Regions from separate parts of the Pan troglodytes genome. Here region 2 is linked to region 1. A link is a contact called in public Hi-C data. All regions are on one chromosome and are shown on one strand. Each heading gives the region's core, a stretch centred on a gene start, on an enhancer-like site or on the middle of the called end of the contact. The rest is flanking DNA. Distances are from core to core; before and after follow the strand shown. Region 1 holds the start of SNRPA1 (small nuclear ribonucleoprotein polypeptide A'). Region 2 holds the start of TM2D3 (TM2 domain containing 3).

Region 1 (4,185 bases), core at 1,024-3,523:
CATAAAGATATATACTATTGAGTTTGTAGGTACACTATAATATAAAAGCACTATTTATAATATAAAAGAGTGAAAATTACCCAAATGTTCATCAAGAGCAGAATGGATAAGTAAATTGTAAAACATCCACAATGAAATACTATATTACAGTGAGAATAGATTAACTACATCTACACACAAACATAATGTTTAGCAAAAAATATGTAAGGTACTTCATTTGCATAAATACAAAACCAGGTAAAGCAAATCTATACAAGATGGCAGGATAATGGTTACCCTTGGGGCAAGGGTGGTGACTAGATGAAGACAGGAGGAGGGCTTCTGGAATGTGGCAATGTCCTGTTCTTACGAGGATGCTAGTTGGTTGGGTGTGTTCAGTTTGCATTCTTCTATATGTATATCATACTTCAATAAAAGTTCAAGGAGAATCATCTCCGGGTGGATTGTAGAACTAAATGTGAAAAGCAAAACAATCGTCTAGTAGACCACATAGGAAAATACGATGGGGGTAAGGGAAGATTTCCTAAGGCACATGCACATGCACACACCCCCAATCCACTAACCTAAAGAAAATAATTGAACTACATAAAACTTGGAAACTTCTCAGCCAGGCGAGGTGGCTCACGCCTGTAATCCCAGCACTGTGGGAGTCCGAGGCAGGTGGATCACTTGAGCTCAGGAGTTGGAGACCAGCCTGGGCCACATGTCAAAACCTTGTCTCTACAAAAAATACAAAAGTTAGCCAGGCCTGTTGACCTGTGCCTATAGTCCCGGCTATTTGGGAGGCTGAGGTGGGAGGATCTCTTGAGCCTGAGAGGTCAAGGCTGCAGTGAGTCCTGATGGCACCACTGCACTCCAGCCTAGGTGACAGAGTGAGACTCTGTCTAAAAAAAAAAAAAAAAAAATCTAATCATCAACACCATTAAGAGTGAAAAGGCAAGCCACAGAGTGTGTTCATATCCCTAATATATAAAGAAATTCCACAAATCAATAAGAAAAAAGGCAGACAACTCCATAAGGAAAAAAAAATGAGCCAGGGACTCGAAAGAACACTTAACAAAGGAAGCTATCAGAATGGGCACCATACACATGAGAAGGTTCTCAGCTTCATTAGTTATTAGAGAAAAGCAAAGCAAAGCAGTAGTGCAATACCACCACACACCCATCAGAATAGCTGAAGTTATAGAGTTAAAAATGCCAACAAGGCTGAAGCTGGAAGCCATGAAAACCCTTACACACCGCTGGAGTGTGTATATTATTTCAGCCTCTTAGCATAACTGTTGGGCATTACTTATTGATGATAGATACCATACCCTATGTCCCAGCAGTTCCACTCCAGGACAAACTCATGCAAATGTGCATCAGATCCACGTACCAGAAAATTCATAGCAGCATTACTCAGAATAGCCCTAACTGAAAACAACTTTGATGTCTATCAACAGGAGAATAAGTAATTTATGGTGTAATACCTACAATGGAATTCTCTTCAGCAGCGAAAGCAAACAAACCATCTCTGTATGCAACCTGGATGGACTCCAGACATAATATAGACTCCATGAAACTAGGCCAAAAAAAGCATACTGCATGATTCTATTTATAGCAAAAGCGAGCAAACCGAATTTGTAGTGTTGAGTTCGCGGTTGCCTTTTGGGAAAGAGGGAGGCTTTCAGAATAGTGGTGTTTTGGATCCCGGTGTCGGCTACGCAGCTGTGTTCACTCTAGTCATTAATCACTCTGTAAGTTCCTGATATGCACACTTTTATGTGTATCACATTTCATACATATGAATATTCAGAAGTCTAAAGGTCACAAGCTTAACCGCAAACCCTACCGTGCCCGAGGCCGGGCTGGACTTGCGGGGCGGTGGGGTTGTCCCGGCGACCTGCCCCGGGCGGGCCACCTAGCCCGGGATCTCACAGTGTAGCCCGGAACCAAGGCCCAGGCCCGGGACGGGCACCTGAACTCCTGGACCCTTCACTGAACCCCACGGGTTCCCGCGACGGCTGGTGGAGGGAGGACAGTCACAGCTTCCCCTCCCACCTCGAGGTGCGCTAATGCATGAGAAAGTTCCCCTCGGGTGTTTCCACATTCGCCTTAACTTTTAAACACCAACGTCTGGAATCAGGGGTCCTCCAGACTCCGAACACACCCTAGGAAACAACCCCAAACTAGACACATCCCCTGTGCGCGCGCCACGACTTCCGGCAAGAACGCCCCCGGAGGCGTGGCTCTTCGATTGCTTCGGCCTGGCGGTCGAGCTGCGCGCGCACTCGGCGGCTGCGATTGGTGCTGCCTGGCGGCGGGGCGCGGGGCACGCTGGGACGTCTCGCTGGCGGGAGGCCACGGACTTTCCACAGCGCGGGGGAACGGGAGGCTGCAGGATGGTCAAGCTGACGGCGGAGCTGATCGAGCAGGCGGCGCAGTACACCAACGCGGTGCGCGACCGGGAGCTGGACCTCCGGGGTGAGTCCGGGGGCGTGGGCGGCCAGTCCCCAGGCGGCACCGAGCCGCCTTATTTTCCGCGCTTTGCCGCGTGCACCGAAGGCCGGAGCTTGGCCCGCGGGCCGGTTGTCTGGGCCCCGACCGGGCTGCGCAGGGAACGCCGGGCCTGATTCTTGCCGTTGTTGCCAAATGAGCATCCCGTTAAGCTCTTGGGAGCCTTGTGTTAGCGCCGTGCCTCTTGACAGGCACGGGTGACTTCATTACTTCCTGGTGCATACTCGTGGGGCCCTGTTAGGCCTTGCTTGGCTGTCTCGCCGCTGGCTCTGGGGGCCCGGAAGAGCGGCTCATTAATGGTTGTAACGCAAGTGCAGGGCGAGGGATTGGTTCTTAATACTTGCCGCCAGATGATATTTTGAGCGTAGATAGGATATGTGTTCATTATTCCTAATGTGAAGGAGGAAACTAAGTCCCCGAACAACCGCGATTGTTTCCTCCAGTATTTTCTACTTAGTAGCTTTAACTGTCTGGCGTTTCCCCTATATGAAGACGTTTTAAAAATGGAACTGTGTCACCCAGGCTTGCACCGCCGGGTGCTGTGTGTAAGTTGTGGAAGCGCTCGCAATCATTCAGATTCCTGTACTATTTCAACCTTAGCAAGACTTGGTAAGTTACTGGGAGGGCGGCTAGCTAGTTGGTATTTCAGGAGATGGCTTTAAAAAGGACGTGATAGAGCAACTTCTCTGAGGATAAGACCATGCTGTCGTAGCCTGAGATTTGTTCCCATGGGGACCTATGGCCTCGGAGCAGCATCGCTGCGGGATCTGCTCAGATTTCTTGCTGACCTTTGGGAAATCCCAGTGTTTTGTGTTGTGTTGTGTTGAGATGGAGTCTCGCTCTTTCGCCCCAGCTGGAGCGCAGTGGCGTGATCTCGGCTCACTGCAACCGCCGCCTCCCCGGTTCAGGTGATTCCTGTGTCTCAAGCCTCCCGAGTAGTTGGGATTACAGGCGTGAGCCACCGCGCCTGACTGATTTTTGTATTTTTAGTAGAGACGGGGTTTCATCATGTTGGTCAGGCTGGTCTCGAATTCCTGACCTCAAGTGATCCGCCTCCGCTGGCCTCCCAAAGTGCTGGGATTACAGACGTGAACCACCGCGCCCGGCCCCCAGTATTTTTATTTTGTTGAAATAAAGTTTCTTAGAGAAAGGTTCAGTTAAAGAGCAACTCACCACTGTTTTTTTTTGTTTTGTTTTGTTTTGTTTTGAGACGGAGTTTCGCTCTTGTTGCCCAGGTTGGAGTGCAATGGCGCAATGTCGGCTCACTGCAACCTCCGCCTCCCGGGTCCAAGCGATTCTCCTGCCTCAACCTCCCGAGTAGCTGGGATTACAGGCATGCGCCACCACGTCCGGCTAATTTTTTGTATTTTTAGTAAAGACATGGTTTCTCCATGTTGGTCAGGCTGGTCTCGAACTCCCGACCTCAGGTGATCCGCCCGCCTTGGTCTCCCGAAGTGCTGGGATTACAGGCTTGAGCCACTGCGCCCGGCCCAACTCACCACTTTTGATGATCTCTGCCATTTCTCTTTATGGAGCATGTGCAGTGTTGAGAATACGTATTTTGATGCAGTACGTGTAGTACAGCTCTGAATTGTGTCCTTTAACTTTGGGTAAGTTCTTTTTTTAGTAGACCTTGCTTCTTCGGAATATTTCTTTTCTTATAGTGCCTAACACAATAATTATGCCCAA
Region 2 (4,551 bases), core at 1,233-3,732, 370 kb before region 1:
AAGAGAAACTAACACTGATATAACTGCAGGCATAGTATTGCTATTTCCTGTAAGTTGAGAGTCTGTAGAAGGCGAAATAAATATGCATAGCATTGTTCTATTGACAGTGTTTCAATGATAATGTTTGACACCAGAGTGGGTATTGTGCTGTTTCAGTCAGGCTTCTTACGGTGGCAGAAATCTCAACTTGGTTTAGACAAAGACAGCATTTGTTGGAAGGGTCTTGGAGTATCCCATGACATGAAAAGTAGAATTAAATAGCCAAACCACTAGAAGAGCAATCAGGAGCTCAACCCTCACCAGGACTATTTCTCCCCATTTCTGGTTCCTGTCTTGCTCTGGTTCTTTATGCTTCTCTTGAATATCTACCTTATTCCACTTATCTGCAGACCGGTTTCTTCCTTCTGTGTGGCAAGAAGCATGGCTGTAGATTCCTGCATCATCTCACAATATGGGTCACTAGAGAGAACAAACTTTTTACCCACATTCCAGAAAGTTCTGGCTGGCTCGCATGGGTCTGGTGTCCACCCCTTGGCTCATCAGGTATGCCAGGTGGAGTCAGCGTGAGCCTGTAAGAGCTCCCCGCTCTCATGTGCACCCTAGTGCCAGGTGGGGTCAGTGTGAGCCTGTAAGAGCTCCCCGCTCTCATCTGCACCCCAGTGCCAGGTGGGGTCAGTGTGAGCCTGTAAGAGCTCCCCGCTCTCATCTGCACCCCAGTGCCAGGTGGAGTCAGTGTGAGCCTGTAAGCGCTCCCCGCTCTCATCTGCACCCTAGTGCCAGGTGGAGTCAGTGTGAGCCTGTAAGAGCTCCCCGCTCTCATCTGCACCCCAGTGCCAGGTGGAGTCAGTGTGAGCCTGTAAGCGCTCCCCGCTCTCATCTGCACCCTAGTGCCAGGTGGAGTCAGTGTGAGCCTGTAAGAGCTCCCCGCTCTCATCTGCACCCTAGTGCCAGGTGGGGTCAGCGTGAGTCTGTAAGAGCTCCCCGCTCTCATCTGCACCCTAGTGCCAGGTGGGGTCAGTGTGAGTCTGTAAGAGCTCCCCGCTCTCATCTGCACCCTAGTGCCAGGGGGGGTCAGTGTGAGCCGGTAAGAGCTCCCCGCTGTCATTTGCACCCCAGGACCACAAGAGCTGTTCTCTCAGGTGGACAATAGAGAGATGGGATCAGAAGTCATTGCTTCCCTCAAGAAACTTAACTATCAGAGGATGAACCGAATGCTCATTAGATGATATTTAATAGTAATGAAGAAAAACTTGATAAAAACATGTCATGGGACTGCTGAGTTAATGTTTGGTAAATTGCTGATTTAAAATACATTTCTTTACCTTTCTTTTCTGCAGTGGTTGGAGAAAAGGAAAAGATAGATAATGCTGTAAACGTGCGAACAAGAGACAACAAAATTCATGGAGAGATTTTAGTAACTTCTGCCATTGATAAACTGAAGAATCTCAAGAAGACACGGACACTCAATGCTGAGGAGGCCTTTTGAAGTCCTTCCCTGATATTTGCTTCTGTGTAATTTTGTTTTGACCCTTAAAAATGTATTTTTCTTAACATGTTAGTACTTCTAAGACTTTGGAGCCACTGATGGGGTCCACTCACGGCCTCAGCTGAGAAAGGAGACAATGAATGTGTAGCTGACATGCACAAAGTTTAATTTACTTATGTCCACGGGAGTCATTTAGAGGGCACGTGGGAAATTTTCCAGCAATCAATGCCTTGAGAAACTTAAATGGGGAAATATTATTCATCGAAAAAGTGAAACAAAACACTAGGAAATGATTATGAAATGTTAGTGATTTTCAAAAGATGGGCTTCAAATAAAAGTCTGCAGAGTTTTTTTTAAATATGAGGGAAAATCTTATTTTCTAATATGTCTCAGGTATTTTTATGACTTTTACTAAAATTTACACTGAAACTTTATCTTCTAAACTGGAATCATTACTTAATTTTAACTAACCAACAACCACAAAAGCAGCAGCTACTACTAAATATTGGATTACTGACAAAGGAATTCAGTTTTGTGGAATCTGGTGTTTGCACTATAGGTTAAGAGTTGCCATTTAAATGTTTCTTATTCATAATTAGGTTTTGTTCCGCTTTAGAAAAAAATAAATTCCCAAATGAATTGCATCAGTGTTTCCAGTGTTTAAGCTGTGGGCTTCTACCACAACTAAGCTGCTCACCTAGAGTTAAGTTACTTTTTTGATGGGATGACATTCCATGGATTTATATACTGAAATGGATTTCAGATTTTAAAGAGAGGAATGCTCTACGTGCTCAGAACTGAATTAAAATGGCATTATGTCAATAGAGAATTCAGCTACCAAACAAGAAGTATTATTTTGCGATATGCTGTGAAATTCAAAAGAAATGTAAGAAATAATCTCTTTTCAATATACTGATCATTTAGTTGACTTCCTGAGGGATGTGAACAGTGAAACAGTTGGCAAACAAAACAATATATATCAGACTTGTGTAGTAGTATAAGGTGCAGATTGTGTGATATGATTTTTATTTATTTTTTATTTTTTGAGACGGAGTCTCGCTCTGTCGCCCAGGCTGGAGTGCAGTGGCACGATCTCGGCTCACTACAACCTCCGCTTCCCGGGTTTAGGCGATTCTCCTGCCTCAGCTTCCCCAGTAGCTGGGACCACAGGCGCGTACCCCCACGCCTGGCTAATTTTTTTGCATTTTTAGTAGAGACAGGGTTTCACCGTGTTGTTAGCCAGGATGGTTTCGATTTCCTAACCTCGTGATCCGCCCGCCTGGGCCTCCCAAAGTGCTGGGATTACAGGCGTGATTCACCGCCCCCGGCCGTGATACGATTTTTAAAGCTAACATTCAGGGCTTATGTGCCGGCACTTTTACATGTATTTTTTAAAAAATCATTCAGCAAACATGCACGTGAGGGGGTGGCAGTCAGAAGACCCCGGAATGAATGATCCCGCAGCAGGGGGGGGGAGGAGAGCACCTGTCACCAGCCCGGTTTCTTCCAGGTGTGCTGTGACAGAAACTGGCACGGGTCTCCGCAAGCTGGGGCCTGAGCGCGGCTCCCCAGACGGCCGCGACCTTCCCCAGGCAGGGCTGGGCTCTGGACCCTCCCCTCACTTCCCAGCGCCTCGGGCCATCCTGCTTCTCCAGGCCCGAGAGGAACTTTCTGGAAGTGCTGCGTATCTTCAAGAGGCTGGCCAGAAGTGAAAGCCGCGGCAGGCCTGAGCGCCGGCCCCAGGGGAGGGGTCCCTCGGGCCCTCGTCGTCCCGGGGCCGCTTCCCCGACTGTAAATAAGTGTCTTTAGGATGAAAGGCCACGCGATAGTGTCCTCAGAACCTTCGCACGAGATCCAGCACACAACATCCGACCACACACTGCGGCCAGCCTCCCCCATTTGCCCGCCTCTGCTCTTGGTTGCTTCGGGCGTGCATTTCGGTCCACGGATGACCTTTAACAGGTCTCCTGCAGTGGAACGAGGGGTGAGGGCCTCGTCCAAGGGCGTGACGGGCGCGTGGAAATGGAACAACCTCCCAGGCTCGCATCCTCCTCGGGGACCTCCCAGAGGGCTCAACCCGAAGAAAACCCGCCACCCGCGCGAGGACAGCGAAAGCGCAAACGCCGGCCGCCCGGAGTCGCAGCGCGCCTGCGTCCAGTTCACGCTCCAGCTCCCAGGCGCGCCCGGCCCGGCGCGCCCGCTTCACGCGCGAGCCCGCGCCCCGCCCCCGGCCCGGAAGTGCGCAGGCGCCGGCAAGATGGCGGGAGGGGTGCGCCCGCTGCGGGGCCTCCGCGCCTTGTGTCGCGTGCTGCTCTTCCTCTCGCAGTTCTGCATTCTGTCGGGCGGTGGTGAGTCAAAGGCTGGGTTCAGAGCCGGGTGGGGCTGAGTGGCAGCAGGGCCCCGGGAGCTGCGAGGAGGCCGGGCCCACGGGCGGAGGCTGACGCGGGGAGGAGGCCGAGTGCCGGGCTCCGGGCGGCTTGTCGCTGCATCTGGAGTCTGGCGCCCTGGCTGCCCGGCCCGAGGCCGCCCCTCCGCTCCGGCGACACCGAGCCGGCCATCGCGGCTGCGGAGCCCTGGAACGGAGATGGAGCGCTTGGGGGCTGGGCCGGGGAGGCGGAACTGGAGCGCGATGTCATCCTTCGGTCCCTCGTTGCCGGCCGACCTGAACTGATGTCTACTCTGTTGACGTTTCGTCCCTAAGCTTTGTGTTTTCTGGCTGACCAGCCGTGAGGTTTTCATGAGCAGCTTATTGGCCTGGTGTAGACCCGCCGTGTTAACCACACAAAACAAGGTTTTCTTGTCCCGGGATAACGTGTTTCTCTAATTGTACGATCCTTAAATTTAGAGCAATCCCAGGCGCTGGCTCAGTCAGTAAAGGATCCGGGCCCAACACGCACATTCACAGTAGTTCCCAGGGCAGCAGGTACTAGACGTTTTCTATTCTAGTAAATATATGTATTTATCTCTAGTAGTTTCTCTTTGTTTTTATAAAAATTCCCTTTAGTATACGAAGTCACTTTCCATTTTTGAATATTTATTGTATTTTAGATTATGTGAATTAAGGG

What was found. Hi-C and Micro-C count contacts between places; a contact is called where the count stands out from the background.
Region 2: a contact with region 1 is called in a Hi-C map of stem cell-derived neural progenitor cells, with 5 times the contacts expected there. The contact joins the promoter of TM2D3 here to the promoter of SNRPA1 in region 1. A contact is called at or near these places in 6 of 7 Hi-C or Micro-C datasets (blood, induced pluripotent stem cells, a lymphoblastoid cell line and 2 more), 1 of 1 datasets of contacts at active chromatin or transcription factors (stem cell-derived excitatory neurons) and 1 of 1 other capture datasets (stem cell-derived neural stem cells).

The regions. Positions count from the first base shown.
Region 1 is chr16:93,165,672-93,169,856 of NHGRI_mPanTro3-v2.0_pri, reverse strand. SNRPA1 (small nuclear ribonucleoprotein polypeptide A') reads left to right here and starts at 2,273. Exons shown (of 9, transcript XM_510625.8): 1 at 2,273-2,463. The coding sequence starts at 2,382.
Region 2 is chr16:93,538,238-93,542,788 of NHGRI_mPanTro3-v2.0_pri, reverse strand. It overlaps TM2D3 (TM2 domain containing 3), which reads left to right and starts at 2,482. Exons shown (of 5, transcript XM_009429964.5): 1 at 2,482-3,834. The coding sequence starts at 3,297. It overlaps TARS3 (threonyl-tRNA synthetase 3), which reads left to right. Exons shown (of 19, transcript XM_063795448.1): 19 at 1,338-2,130.